2 separate regions of the Mus musculus genome follow, and region 1 is linked to region 2. The links are chromatin contacts, called in public HiChIP or PLAC-seq maps. All regions are on one chromosome and are shown on one strand. The core of a region is the stretch at or near the end of the contact, and the rest is flanking DNA. Distances in the headings are between cores, read along the strand shown. Region 1 overlaps Pmm2 (phosphomannomutase 2). Region 2 overlaps Abat (4-aminobutyrate aminotransferase).

The links. HiChIP or PLAC-seq counts read pairs in DNA pulled down with a chosen protein or histone mark.
Region 1: a contact with region 2 is called in an H3K27ac HiChIP or PLAC-seq map of embryonic stem cells, with 5 read pairs. The contact joins two enhancer-like sites. A contact is called at or near these places in 5 of 39 promoter capture datasets (the HPC-7 cell line, cranial neural crest, embryonic stem cells and 2 more), 2 of 484 Hi-C or Micro-C datasets (the G1E-ER4 cell line and embryonic stem cells), 6 of 115 datasets of contacts at active chromatin or transcription factors (embryonic basal ganglia, embryonic forebrain, embryonic stem cells and 3 more) and 3 of 9 other capture datasets (adipose tissue, embryonic stem cells and liver).

Annotation. Positions count from the first base shown.
Region 1 is chr16:8,654,012-8,661,291 of GRCm38.p6, forward strand. Pmm2 (phosphomannomutase 2) reads left to right here. Exons shown (of 9, transcript NM_016881.3): 8 at 1,540-1,677; 9 at 2,545-3,597. The coding sequence ends at 1,641. Carhsp1 (calcium regulated heat stable protein 1) reads right to left here. Exons shown (of 4, transcript NM_025821.2): 4 at 4,576-7,092. The coding sequence ends at 6,930. Among named protein-coding and RNA genes, the nearest start is that of Carhsp1, 15 kb to the right of the region's middle. Within about 2 kb of position 1,775, at least 34 of the 459 cell types and tissues checked have an H3K27ac peak or open chromatin away from gene starts, as enhancers often do. A contact at or near this core is called in embryonic stem cells, where this site is marked.
Region 2 is chr16:8,531,062-8,538,239 of GRCm38.p6, forward strand. All of the region lies in intron 1 of Abat (4-aminobutyrate aminotransferase), which reads left to right. Among named protein-coding and RNA genes, the nearest start is that of Abat, 21 kb to the left of the region's middle. Within about 2 kb of position 2,525, at least 11 of the 459 cell types and tissues checked have an H3K27ac peak or open chromatin away from gene starts, as enhancers often do. A contact at or near this core is called in embryonic stem cells, where this site is marked.

The DNA.
Region 1 (7,280 bases), core at 525-3,024, 120 kb after region 2:
GATTCTGTCTCGTATTCCTCCTCCCTGTCTCTCTTCTCTCTTTCTCATCTCTTTCCTCTCTGTCTCTCTCCTCTCTTTCCTCTTTCTCATCTCTCTTTCTCTGTCTCTCCTCTTCTCTCTCTCTCTTTCACTCTCTCACACATGCACACACACAGCTTGTTCTCTTTTGTATTCTGGTTTATAGCTGAGCTATGTCAGTTTAAAGCCATTCCCCTGCTCTAAAGAGGCAGGGTTGATCACATGGGGGGGAGGAGGTCTGCAAAAGTGAAAGAATGTGCAGCCAGCTGCAGCTCTCGCTCTGCATGTGGTTCTCAGGAGAGGGGTGCTCCGGGCACAGCCTCACAGTGGGCAGTCACTGCCTGCGCTGATTCAACCAGGACATTTTGCTGTTCATAGAATCCAAGGTTTAGGGCAAGTTTAGGGCAGTAACTCTTACTCTTTCCAGTTTTGAAAGGAGTAAGAGGGATTGGTTTGCTGACTGACGCTCAGATGGTAAGGGCCGAGGCGGGATATGAAGTCAGTCCCTGTGTGTTTTGCAGTGGATGCTTCCAAGTGCCTGCTGTGTGCTTTCTACAGAGGTCCTGTGCTTACAGACGCCCATCCCACTTGAGACTTCCTCTGAGACTCCTGTGCAGATCTCTCTACCTGCTGCTGGACTCACTCAGACTGCTGCCTACTTTGTAGTCCCCACCCTGCCTTCTTTCTTCCTGTCTGCTCGGATACTGTTACTGGGCCATTGCAGTGTCATGACAGTGGCCTGTGTCTGTAATCCCAGCCCTAGGGAGGCTAAAGCAGAGCTCTTAAATTTGAGACTAGCCTGGTTATGAAGCCTAACTTCCTCAAGATGCTGATGCTGGTGCTCATGATGATGGTAGAATAAGCTCAGAGCCGGGGAGATGGTTTATGGTCACTGGAGAGGCAGAGACGAGTAGATCTAGGACTCTCTAGCCAGGTAATCTAGCTGGCTCAGTGAAAGACCTGTCTCAAGAAGATGGAGACAACTGAGAAAGACACGCAGTCAACCTCCGCCTATGCATGCATAAACACACATACCACACAATTGAATAACTCAATTCACTTCCCTCTCTTACTGGCCACACTTCAAGTGCTCAGTTGTCCTATGTGGCCAGTGGCAGTGGGCAGACTGAGCAGCCATGTTCATTGTCACAGGGCATAAGCAGCCCCACTCTAGGCTGCCTACCCACCAACGCTCCTGTGACTTGCAGAAGAAGTGTGGGCACAAAGACAAATTGATAGCTGTGAGATACTGTCATTTACTGTCTTTTCACAAGAAAAAACGAGCCTTAGACAGATCTTCACAAAGGCAGCCTGATGACGATCGTGAGCATAATTACCTTTTCTGAGCTCGATTGCAGTTCACAAGAAGGTTAGACAACTTGCTCATTGCTGCTAAAATGTCAGCCTTGGAAACCAAGGGAAGATTAAGTGCAGAAACCTCTCTAAGATGGGAGCGTCAGGGTTGCAGTAGCCATAGAGCAAGACAAGGCCTAGCCCACTGCTTCTGTTGTTTCTCTGCAGGGTGGCAATGACCATGAGATCTTCACAGACCCCAGAACTGTGGGCTACACAGTGACGGCCCCCGAAGACACACGCAGGATCTGTGAGGGGCTCTTCCCTTGACCCGAGGAGTGCCGGACTGACCAACAACACTGAAAGGTCACTCAGGGGCAGGGGTCACTTAGTGCCAGAGGTCAGCTTGCTGTGCTTGCCAATGAGCCACACCTTCATGCAGTACCAGCAGCAGCCCCAAGGGAGAGAGTTTATCAGAGATGGCTGTGGCTGGGTGTGGTGGCTGGGTGTGGTGGCTCGTGTGTAATCTGTGCTCAGGAAGCTGAGGCAGAATGAGACCATGTCTCAAACAAAACAAAAAGATTGGTGGCTCTGGGTTGGGGACGCTTGCCTCGCATGGGTCCCAGCCTACGACTCAGGGACCTCAGAGACAGAAGTAACTCCTACCTGATGTTTCTCCCCACCCATGGTGTAAGAGCGAGCTGAGAGGATACATGCTGCTCTGTGAAAGTTTCTTACCATATGATAGAGGGAAAAACAAGAATATACCTGGGTCCCTTATGCTTTGGGGAATTTAAAGTGTGGGTTCTGGTGGGTGGGGGGGTTTCTTTTTCTTTTCCTTTTTTTTTTAAAGATTTATTTATTTATTTTATGTATGTGAGTACACTGTAGCTGACTTCAGACACACCAGAAGAGGGCACCAGATCCCATTACAGATACCATCTGTGAGCCACCATGTGGTTGCTGGGAATTGAACTCAGGACCTCTGGAAGAACAGAGGGTGCTTTTAACCACTGAGCCATCTCTCCAGCCCAGGATTCTATTTTGAAACATGGTCTCACTGTGTAGCTGTGGCTGCCCCAGACCCTGCTGTGTGGACCCATTGGACGACCTTGAGCTCAGGGTCTTCCTGCCTCTGCCTTACAAATGCAGATTACATGCACCCACACCTGCTAAGGTCTAATGAAAACCTGCAACCATCAGTGCTCACACCCATATCTTACCACCAAACAGGGGCATCTGATGATGAAAGAGAGCAGCCACCCAGAGTTACCCACCTGGGATAGAACTGAAGACTTCTGTGACATGCTCCGTCTGCAACCTGTGGTGGAGGCTGAGGCAGGAAGGAACACCACTATTCTGTCAAAGGGTTAATGTTTCTGTTTTCAAGCCAGCTTCCCCTCTGTGAGCCACAGACGACAGTGTGGCCTGCTGCCTGACAGATAGCTGACCAAGTGACAACTGATCCCACAGTTTACACTTGCACTGGCCTGGCTGGCCATCTCTATTTGCTATATCTTAAAGCCAGACTGCTTTCCTGTCACCGCAGGAGGGGAGGACAGAGGACCCAGCAAAGCAGCACCTCACTGCAGTCCTCTTTAACCCCCAGGCTGACCAACCTAGGTAGCAGACGCAGTACCTAAGGCCACAGCAGCAGGGGTGCTCTCCAGCCTCTTCTTGGAGAGTGCACGTGTGTCCTCCAGAAGCTCGGGGACAGCCTTCCAAGAACACTTCCCAGGCAGCTTCCCAGTGCCCAACCACCATATGTCTCCACTGCCCTACCCTTGGCTGCCCCTACTCTGTCCACACCCACAGCAGAATGCCAGGTCCTCACCCTGTGGCATCCTTGGGTTTTATGGCAGTGCTGTGAAGCCCACTGAAGGGACAGCACCATACCTCACTTCTCAGTCTGGTCACTTTAACCCTCAGTGTCAAAAGGGTGTCTACCCCAGGTTGGCAGAGAACTTGGCTTCTGAGAGCTGCTTTCCCCACTTGGCTCCAGTAATGCTGGAGCCCCTAGCTGTCCTGGCTGTAGCAGTTCCAAGCCAGCCCAGATGCTGTGTTCTACCTGCAGGTCCAGTGTCTCCCACTGTGCCAGGTGGACTCCAGGCCTTGCCAGTTCCTACAGTGGCTATCACAGAACCCCCCTGCCCCACTGTCTTCATTCAACTCTCCCACCTAATAAAGGGCCTCTGCTCTCCAGGCAGTACATGATTGTGGCCGAATCATACATGTATGATCTTGCTGATGGGGCAGTGTGGCTGCCCAGGTCCAAGGACTTGTGCTAAACAACTGTGGCTCAAAGCAAGCTCTGCCTACCTGTCAAGAGTGCAAACCTACCAAGTAGGGATTGCAAAGGACTTGGAAAAAAGAAAAAAAAAAAAAAACCCAGAAAGTTGGATAAAGACTACATCACAAGAAGCAAGCAGAGGCTATACTAAGCACCGCAAGGCTGTAGAAGAGGGTGTCAGTCCTGCAACAGCTGCCCAGCCAGGGCTGAGATCACCAGCTTTTAGGAAGCCCCAAGAAAGCCTGAACTAACAGGAAATTAACAAAATATTTGGTTCCCATGTAGAGGTTCTGCATGGTATCCCAGCCATGTTGGTGGGAAGATAGAGGTACTGAAGAGCAAAGTTCTTATGTTAGTTCCTAGGCACAGCCTAGGCATGCACAGTAGCACTTAACCACTTTCCTCTTCCTTACCCCATGCGGGGCACACCTACCATCACAGCACACCAATCAGCTTGGAGAAACCCAAGACTGATTTATGTGATCATCTCATCACCTGGCCTTTACCGGAACAGGCCTGATGGGCTGGCTATTTCCCCAACCACTGGGAGAATCACAGAAACATCAAAAGCCCCATCCCTTGGTAAAGTCACCCACCCTGGGTTGTCATTACCCTATCAGCAACCTGCTGTTCCTCTGCTCCAAGGCAGCTGGGCCACAGGACCTATATGAGGGGTAGCCTCCTCTCCCATCTCCCCCACATGGTCCCTGGAGAGCCTCAAGGCCCCCTTCAAACATCTGCAACAGGAAACCCAAGGCCCTTCTCACATTTACCTATATCCCGTGTACCACCACAGGGCATTTGCCCATAATCCACCACATTAACAAGCCTGTTCCAGAACTCAGCTTCCGGTGTTGGAATAATAAAGGGACCTTGTCAGTTAGAAGCACACTGTAAGAGTGTCTGCCATGTGAGCGGCAGGCACCCTGACCTCCCAGAACTACACACACAACCTTTTACAGTCACCTCATCTTGCACAAAACAAACTTTATTGAGAAAGAGTTGGCTTATGGGCTCAAACATCTAGCTTTGGGAGTCTATCAGTCTCCAGCACTGGATGCTGGGGTCCCTCCTTATCTATAAGTTGACACTCTCTGATCACAGGGGTCTTTCCCAACACCTTGCAGTTCCGGGATAAGTCTACAGGCTGAAGTGACCATACAAGAAAAGCCCTTTACAAAGGGTTCTGTGGGGCAGAAGAATTCAGAGGCCAGTCTGCCAGCTCAGTGGGGGACAGGGCTCACTAGCAGGTCAACCATGTGCTGCCCAAAGTCTAACCATACCAGAGTGAAAGCAAAGCTGTATTGGCCACTAGGAACAATGGGGTATCAGAAGGTTGTCGGTCTCAGGGAGCCGCCTTCCTAGGTCATGGCAAGCATGGGTCTAGACTTCTGTTCCTTGGCCTCAAGAGAGCCTCTGGGCAGTAAACCAAGCCTGGTGTGGGGAAAAGGCCATGTTTGACCAAGTAGAAAAATGACCATCGGCAGCTCAACAACAAAGATGGTCAGCTGGGTGGTACTGGAGTCCGCTGCACAAGACCCTAACAAGTGTATCCACATATTTTTTTGTGTTCTCATGCATGTAGAAACCAGAAGACAACACGTTTTTGTTTGTTTCTTAGGTGCTAGGCACTTTTTTAAAAAGACAAAAATAGGTTCTCTGACCTCAAACTCGCCAAATAAGCTAGGCTGGCTAGATGGCCAACCCTAGGCATTGTGGCTCAGCCTGCCCAGTTCTGGGACTACCTAAGTGTGCACCACTGCATCTTAGCTTTTTCTGGGGACCCAACTCATTTTTAAACACTTTACCCTATGTCTGAAAGCCACAACCTTTGTACCTTTAGGATGGGGGACAGCCCTCAAGGCAGTCACCACTGTAGAATGGGCGTCCCTGTTCTGACACGTGAGCTCTCAGCTACATTTCAAAACCCATTTCCCAACTACTTCTATTTTTGAATCATAACTAAAGCCAACCACCAAAAAGTCTAGGGATCAATTCATTTGAAACACAGCTCTCCAGTGTTGCAGGCAGGGGCAAAACAGGGCTCTGTGGAAGTCTGAGCTATTAAAAAAGAAAGCATCAGGGAGTGAAGGCACACCTGTGACCCCAGCAAATAGGAAGCCAAGGCATGAAAGGTGCTAAGAGCTTGGGGCCAGCCTGGGCTATACAGCAGGAGCCTGTCTTCCCCAAACCCCAACTCTACACACACCAAAAAAGAAAGCAGGCCGAGGCTTCGTCATAGCTCTGTGCTGTTGGCATTTCCAGGGCTCTGGGCTCCCCAAGCACTGGGGAAGAAGGGAAAAGATCCTTAGGCATGTCTTAGAGAATATACCTTTGATTTCTCCTTCAACACCTATCCTTACAAGGCCATCAGAAAGGAAGCTGCCTTTCTTCAGTGGGTCAGTGTCAACATCCTAGGGTTTATGCTAGCAGTGGAACGGAGACTCCTTCACACGCTGGGCTAAGTAAAGCACTCATCACCACTGAGCTATATCCCCAGCCCTTGTTTTAACAGATTGTAGCCTAGGCTGGCCTAGAATGCTGTTTCAACCTGCCAAGTGCAGAGATTACAGGCATGCACCACTAGCCTGGATTCTGTTTTTAAATAAAGCACCACCCTCCCCTCTTGGGCCTTCCTGCTGAGGTCTCTTCCCCACCCCCACAGCCACCCCCAGCACTACTTTAATGATAGGCTTTTAATGCCACATGGAGGCCGCCTGATCCCTAGAGGCCAAGTGGAAAAGCCCAGCCTTCTCCGGAGTGGTGCCAGTGCCCAGTCCCAGGTTACTGTGCTACAGCAGAGATCCTAAGCATTAGAGTCTTTCCCAGAAGGTGAAGGTGGAGACAGACCTGCTGCAAAGGCACCAAGAGGCAAAGTCCCCTGGGAAGCTTCCCCGACCAGGGCATTGGGTCATGGGAAGTCTTCATAGGGCTGGTGACATCCCTCAGGGGGCCGAGTAGATCTGAGGAATAGTCCTTACAGGCTTGATCTGAGGGGGCATTTGGGAAAATAGCACGTTTGACCTACTCGGGTGCCTTGGGCTGGGACTGCACCCTCGCCACTCAGCCTCCGCAGGTGCCTCTCCTTTTCAAATGCTTTTAATGCTTTTCAGACAGTGAGAGCTTGTTGCAATGGCTGGAGGCTGCACTGGTGGCTGAGAGCACCCCTTGCCTGCCCGCAACTCCTTCCCTCCAGGAAATGCTTGAGAGGGGCCACGCCCGCCTTGAGGCCCCATCTTGTATGGTAGAATGTTCTATCCAGGATGGCCCTGCTCCTCCTTCCCCCAAAGTCTCCCTCAAGCCCAGGAGAAGGGGTTCTTGCAGGTCCCTAGTTGCTGATGACGTGCCCAGACCAGGTCTCATGCTTGGTCCCTGGTGCCAGGTGGGTGATGACCACCTCTACAGCCTGCAGCTTCTCGTTCTTGGGTGGGATAGAGCACATCTTATAGGTGACTTCGTCGCCTTCCACCGGAACATACTCCCCTTCCACACTGCAGGAGAGAAAAGAGCGGTCATCAGGGCTGGGAGATAGCTAGGGCCAGAAAGTGCCTACCTTGCAAGCATGAGTACCTGAGTTCGCATCCCCAGCATCCCCAGCACCCATGTAAAGCAGCCAAGTGTGGTGGAGTGTACTTGCCCAGTGCTAGAAAGGCAGAATTAGGAGGACCGCGGTGCTGGC
Region 2 (7,178 bases), core at 1,275-3,774:
TGTCTGTGTGTGTGTCTGTGTCTGTGTGTGTGTGTGTCTGTGTGTGTGTGTGTCTGTGTGTGTGTGTTTGTGTTTGTGTTTGTGTGTCTGTGTGTGTGTGTTTAGAGGTGCTTGTGGTGCTTGTAAAGAGGAAAGATAACAGCATCAGGTGTCCTCCTCTGCTGCTTTTCCACCTTAGTTTGTGAGACTGAACCCTGAGCTCACCAACTGGCTGGACTGTAGGGTCCCCCTGTCTCTGGCTCCCAGCCTACCATGGGATTATATGTGCCTGTAATCCCAGCTGGGATCATGCAACTCCTCACACTTGTGTGCTCACACTTGTGTGGCAAGCACTTTACCCATTGTGCCGTCTTCTCAGCCCTTTGTTTTTTGAAACAGGTTCTTACTGCGCAGGCCTGGCTGGCCTGGACCACAGCAGGTAGCACTGAGTGGCCTTGAACTGGCAGTGGTACTTAGGCCTCTGCCAGTTGTGTGTGATTTCAGATATGTGCCACCATGCCTGATTTTTAAAATAATTTTAAAAGTCTTGGGAAATTAATAAAATAAAGTAAAAAAGGGCTGGGTATAGCTCAGAAGTAGAGTAGTGCCTGGCACATGCAAGACCCTGCGTTCAGTCTCCAGTAGCAAAGGGTGGATGGATCCAAGAACAGTACATAGAAGCTCAGAACCTGGGACGTGGGGACCCTCCGAACTGACTGAGGAAGCTAATGCTTGAAGCTTCTCTCCAGCAGCCTAGACCAAAGGGGACCAGCCTGGGACCAAGCTCACACAGGGAGCTTCTGCTTCTTTCTTTCCCAATTTGCATTTATAAAACGCTGCATGTGGGGTATCAGGAGAGCTAGAACTGAATCCAGGTCAGAGCACACAAATCACACCTGTGACCCCTGAACCCTGTGTCCCCTACCGCCCAGCTTTCTCCTGCTGTATGACATTCTAGCCATGGCTTAGCACAGCGTGCGGCACACTGAGACTAAGGAGCCGGAGCTCATGAGGAATCACAGTGAAAGGCAGGTCGGAAGGTTTGGGATCAGCAAGCAGTCTAGCTGTGTTGCTAGAGCATAGTCAGTTCCTATCTGTGGGTGCTTATGGGATTATGGACACATTACAGGGAGAATAAGGGAGCATTCATGGCAGCCAGGTGTCTTAAGGGACAGTCTTTTTTTTTTTTTAAGATTTATTTATTTCATTTATATGAGTACCCTGTAGCTATCTTCAGACACACCAGAAGAGGGCATCGGATCCCATTACAGATGGTTGTGAGCCACCATGTGGTTGCTGGGAATTGAACTCAGGACCTCTGGAAGAGCAGCCAGTGCTCTTAACCACTGAGCCATCTCTCCAGCCCTTAAGGGACATTCTTAGGAAGCCTGATCTTGTGTAAACCTGTCTCAGCTGACCAAAAGTGGTCTATGAACCTTGTGGAGGAAGCGCCTCAAGTGGAAGTTATCATTCGTTGATTTTAATTTTTCCTGTTGTTAAGTTGCCACGTGACCCCATTGCAGGAGCCGCTAGGCTGCAGTAACAGAGGCGAACAAGGGAGATGTGGAGCCCACGTGCCTGAGAAGATTGGTGCACCAATCACAGATAAGCACAAATGGAATATGGTGCCCCAAAGTGGCGGGGCTGCTTTGATCAAGTCCCACCTTAAGCAAGGTCTCACTCGAGGAGTGATGTTTAGCATGAGGAAGAAGCCACCAGCATCCGGTGGAGGCCAGCCAGTGTCCAGAAGGGCCTACTGGAGAGAGGACATCAGCCTATGGTTAGAGAGATGTCCTTTCCTCTCTTTGCAACCAGCCCTTTGGCAGACACGCCATTTCCTCTCAAATTGCCGCAACAAAATACCTGTAACAAAAAACAAACAAGGAGATAAGGGCTTTTTTGGTGCGGGGGTTGGGTGTGGGAGGGGTTTCTGAAGGCTCAGTCTTGTCACGTGGCCCCACCTAGAAGGAAAAACATCACAAGAGCGGAGCCTGTGGGGTCCAAAGCTGTTCGCCTCCTAGCGGACAGGAAGCAGCGAGGAGGAGCTGGAAGGGTGGAGCCTTAAGACATACTCCCTGTGGCAGTAGCTAGTATTGGTCAGCGGAAGGTGATTTGAAGTCCACAGGAGGGCACTCACAGGTCTTGTGAAAATGCTACCCTGCTTTGTACTTGAGGTTTCAAATGCACAGCCTTTTACTCTCACAAGGGCCCTGGAACAGATCCCTTCAGGTACCAAGAGCTGACTAACTGGTTTCCTAGGATTGCTGCGACATTAACTGGGTTACTTAAAGCCGCAAGGATAGATTCTCCTACAAAGCCAGGTTGTTAGCAGGACCCCACTCTCTGATGGCCGGACACTTCCCCATTAACTACTACCTGAGGAAGAACTGAGGGAGTACAGAGCAAAGCGGAACTGACCACAGCCGAAGACAGAAGGGCGCCGTGGAGGGGGCGGCCATAGATGAGATTTTTGAACAGTGGAGAGGGAACAGCAAAACTTTGGGAGTTGGGCTCACTTTGCATAGTGTAGGGACAGCAAGAAGCATGCTGACTGGGAGGAGCCGGAAGGAGAGAAGCAGGTGGCAGGGGTCATGGAGAGCCTCCTGAGCCTACTGGGACAGGGACCATTTGCAGGACTAAGGCCAGAGGCAGGTCAACTTTTACACAGGATCACCTTGGCATACAGACCACAGGAAACTGAGAAAGGTCCAAATGGGGCAGGAGTGGCATGGCGGGAAGCCTAAGCTTAGACCTGGAGGGGGAGGGGGAGGGGGAGGGTGGGAATAGAAGCGAGGGAGGAAGACCATTCTGGAGCTGTTCTGAAGGTGGAGTCTAATCCCAGGCGCCCGCGTTCAATAGAGTTGAGCAACAGCCTTGTTGAATAGTTTTACAGGAGCTGTTTATCCATATGAAATACGTGGACTTTCTAAATTCAATAGTGATACAGCTGTCCACTTAAATGTATTGCTGTTAAATGTTACGGTGCAGGGCTGGAGAGATGGATTAGTAGTTAAGAACACTGGCTGCCATTCCAGAGGACTGAGTTCTGTGTTCCATTCTTTTGTTTTGGTTTGGTTTGGTTTTGGGTTGTTTTTGTTTTTGTTTTTTTGGTTTTTTGAGACAGGGTTTCTCTGTGTAGCCCTGGCTGTCCTGGAACTCACTTTGTAGACCAGGCTGGCCTCGAACTCAGAAATCTGCCTGCCTCTGCCTCCCAAGTGCTGGGATTAACGGCGTGCACCACCACTGCCCGGCTTCGAGTTCGATTCTTTGCACTCACATGGTGGCTCACAACTGTCTGTGTGTAACTCCAGATCTGGCTTGGGTTAGGAATGACTGACACCCTCTGCTGGCTTCCACAGAGACCTGACACACATGAGGTTCATAACATACATGCAGGCAAAACTCTCATATACATACAATAATCATCAAAATAAAAAATTTTTAAGTTATCTACTCTATGAAAAAACTTAGGATGATTTCAAGAAGTCATCGTCTGTTCCCCGCCCCGCCCCCATTTTGTTTTGTTTTGTTTTCTTAAACAAGGTTTCTCTGCATAGCCCTGACTGTCCTAGAACTAGCTCTGTAGACCAGGCTGACCTTGAACTCACCTGCCTCTGCCTCCCAAGTGCTGGGATAAAAGGTGCGCATGCGCCACCCCCACCCTGCCTATGTTTCCTCTCCTTGTAGTTCGGATTTCCACTGTTATTCTGTATGTATGTGCTGTATGTATGTGGTGGGGTAGTGCCTCTGTTCATGTGAAGGTCAGAGGACAACTTATGGGAATCAGTTTGCCCCTTCCACCATGTGGGGTTCGGGGATCAAACTCAGGTCCTTGGTCTTAGTGGCAGGCCTTTACACACTGAGCCATCTCTCCAGCCATCTGTTCTCATTCATTCATCGCCCCCCTCCTTTCCTCCCTCTCTCCCCCTCCCCCTCCTCTCCTCTCCCTCCTCTCCTCCTTCCCCTCCCCCTCCCTCTCTCTGGCCTACATTCCCAGTCCAAGGAAAAACGCTATAAAGGACAATAGACATGCTAAGGTGGAGTTGGGAAGAGATGTACTTTGTGCCTTGCTGACACATAAGGGAATGTGTCACGTGAGGAACACATTAGATGATTTCTTATAGCAAAGGGACCTGAGTCTGGGAGCGTTCTCTTAACTTCAACTCCTGGTAACCAAGTCCAGAGCATCGCCATTTCTTCCATACTGTTTTTGACCGCACAGCTAAGCCTGGAATACCCGGGTTAGGGGCCATTTTCCCAGCTACTAAACTCAGCTCTAGTGCAAAGGCAACCAGTAATGAGAAGATATAGCTGTGTTGCAATAAAAGTTTATCTTAAAAGGCCATGTGGCCATGGGTTGCAGACTCCTAATCCAGAATAGGCCAGCGTAACCTGGCCCCAGGAACACCTCCAATCCTGGCCTTCCAGGAATTCTGGGTATTGTCCTCCGAGCTTCGCTGCTATCCACTGATGTGAAATAATAAAGTTTCACTTTGTGCTATGAATGTGCTAAACTCCCTGATTGTGCTGACCTACTTTCAGCTTTTAAGTGTTTCCCCCTGGGGACTGGAAGCCATTTTGACCTGGTTCAATGCCAAAACACTAATGTCCTTTTATATCCGTTTGGAAGCTCATCTCTTTTCGCACTGCTCAAAACCAAACTGAATACAGATCAATGTCCAAGCGCCTTTGGGCTTTCTGCTAATACCCTGTCATGTAACTCAAGAGTGTTTTTTCATAATTAACTATCTAGAAACATTTGGTTGCTATCCACCCATGCTTCCCTCTGACCCTCGACTGTTCCCCTGTTTATTGAGGCAACCAGACATGGTCTTTTACCTACTTGGTAAAATTAACTTGGTGAAATTAACTTGGTATCATTAACAAGCAATCAGAATGTAGGCTGAGGATGTGGCAGTTGGTACAGTGCTTGCCTAGTGTGCCCAAGGTGTTCATTTCAGTCCACAGTACCACATATACCACAGGCAGAGTGGCACATGCCTGTAACCCCAACTCTTAAGAGGTAGAAACAGGAAGGTCAGAAGTTCAAAGTCACCTTAAACTACATAGCAGGCACAGTCTGGGTCATGGACAACACTGTCTCAAAAAAAGTGGAGCAAACTGGAAACAAAGAGGGGAGTGGGGGAAGGAGAAAAGGGTAGAAGAAAGTGGTTCCCACCCCAGAATCCTAAAACACTTGCTGCTAAGCAGGCTCTGCTCTTCTGCCAACCTTCCTTTACCCTGGGCTTAATTTATGTTTTTCAGACTTTACGTAAAATTCTATGGGCTTCTGTGGCCAGGTATCGGTGGCACACCCCTTACCCTAGCACTCAGGAGGCAGAGTCTGGTGGATTTCTGAGTTTGAGGCCAGACTCTGGTCTGCAGAATGCGTTCCGAGCCAGCCAGAGTTACACATTGAGATCCTGTCTCCAAAACAAATAAAGAGCCAGAAATGTAAGATTCCTCTTCTCTCTCATTACGTGGCTTCAGAAATCATATTTCTGACTTTTTGCAGTTTCTGCTAGCTGTCAGGAGTACGGGGGTCTTCACACGGGTGTCTTCTCTGGGCAGACCTCAGCGTGAGCAGCCTCCATTCCTTCAGTTGTCCACTCTCGTGTATCGTAGCTGTGCTGGAGAACTCTCCCTTCACTGGGAACTTCCTGAATTAGCTAAATTCCTGGAGTAGAGATTATTTAAGATCTTGCCCTGGGGAGAAGGCTCAGGAGCTGAGGGTGCAAGCCCAAGCACCTGAGTTCTGATCCCAGCCCCACAAAAACCAAACAGTGAAAATAGGGGAGCAACAGAGTCCCTGGGGCTCACCAGACAGACAGGCTAAAGGAGAAATGGCAAGTCTCATGTTCATCAAGAAATCGAGTCTCAAGGAGATAAGGTGGAAATGGATAAAGGACACGTGGTATCTTCCAGTCTCTGCAAGCTCAGACACTTGAGAGCCTTCACAATTAAAAAACAACAACAACTTACAATTAAAATCAAACGAACAAAACCCAGAACCTCTCTTTAGCCCTTGAAGCCATATTGTTTCCCAAAAAGGTTGGACACAGGAGGTCCTGGGAGAGTTTTGACTCTCAGACATGTGATTCGCAGAGAGCGTTAATGCCTGGGTGGTTTCTTAACTGACTCACATGCTGAACCCACACCTTCATTTTTTTTTTTTTTTTAGTTTTTGTTGTTATTTTTGTTTGTTTGTTTGTTTGTTTTTTTGTTTGTTAAACACTTAAGAAAGAGGACAGATTCCACAGTCCTCACAGCTGACGATGCCATGGCCCACGATCCTCAGTAGAGCATCTGTTCCCTCAGAATTGGATCTTGTGCACAGTAAGCTTTCAGGGCAGTTCCGCCATTTACAGAGGGCTACATTCCTTCCGAGCACTCATCTCCATCTGTAGAATGGAATAGTTACTCAACAGAGGCTGCTGAGAAGGCTCAGTGGATCGAAGTATGTGTTGCCAAGTCTCTGGGGGGGGCCCACATAGAAGGAGAAAACCTACTTCCCACAGTTGACCTCTGCCCTCCAGGAGTACACCCCATACGTGTGCAAAAGAAACACACACACACACATATGCACACACACACAGTGAGTCAGTTATGTGTGGGTCAGCTACTCCTGAAATGAAGCCTGCCCTGGAGTGGTTGGTACACCTGTATCACGCATTGGAGAGAACGGATTTTCCCTCTCCCCGCAGGTTTAAGTGGTAGTATAAAGTATAAGATAAAACAAAAACTATCACATCAAAACTGGACAAGACAAACCAACAGAAAGAAAAGAGCCCAAGAGAAGGCAAAAGAATCAGAGACTCATTCATTCACACACTCAGGAATCCCATCAAAACACTAAACTGAATCCATGAGACATACACAGAGGACCTGGAGCAGACCCGAGCACGCCCTGTGTACACTGCTTCAGTCTCTGTGGGGTCCTGTGAGCAGCAAGGGCTCTTAAACATTGCGCCATCTCTCTAGCCCCTGTTGTATACTTTGTAAATGAATGCATAAACAATGTGTTATACACATTAAAACAATCAGTTTTCTCTATACATGTGTGATTGACAGTAACGAAATGTTTGTTATCGATCGCCAACAACATGAGAGGTCAAGTTTTTGGTGAACTCTGCTTTCCACAGCAGCTCCTCAGATTAGTGTTAATATGCTGGACAGATTCCTAACCACTGAGACACCAT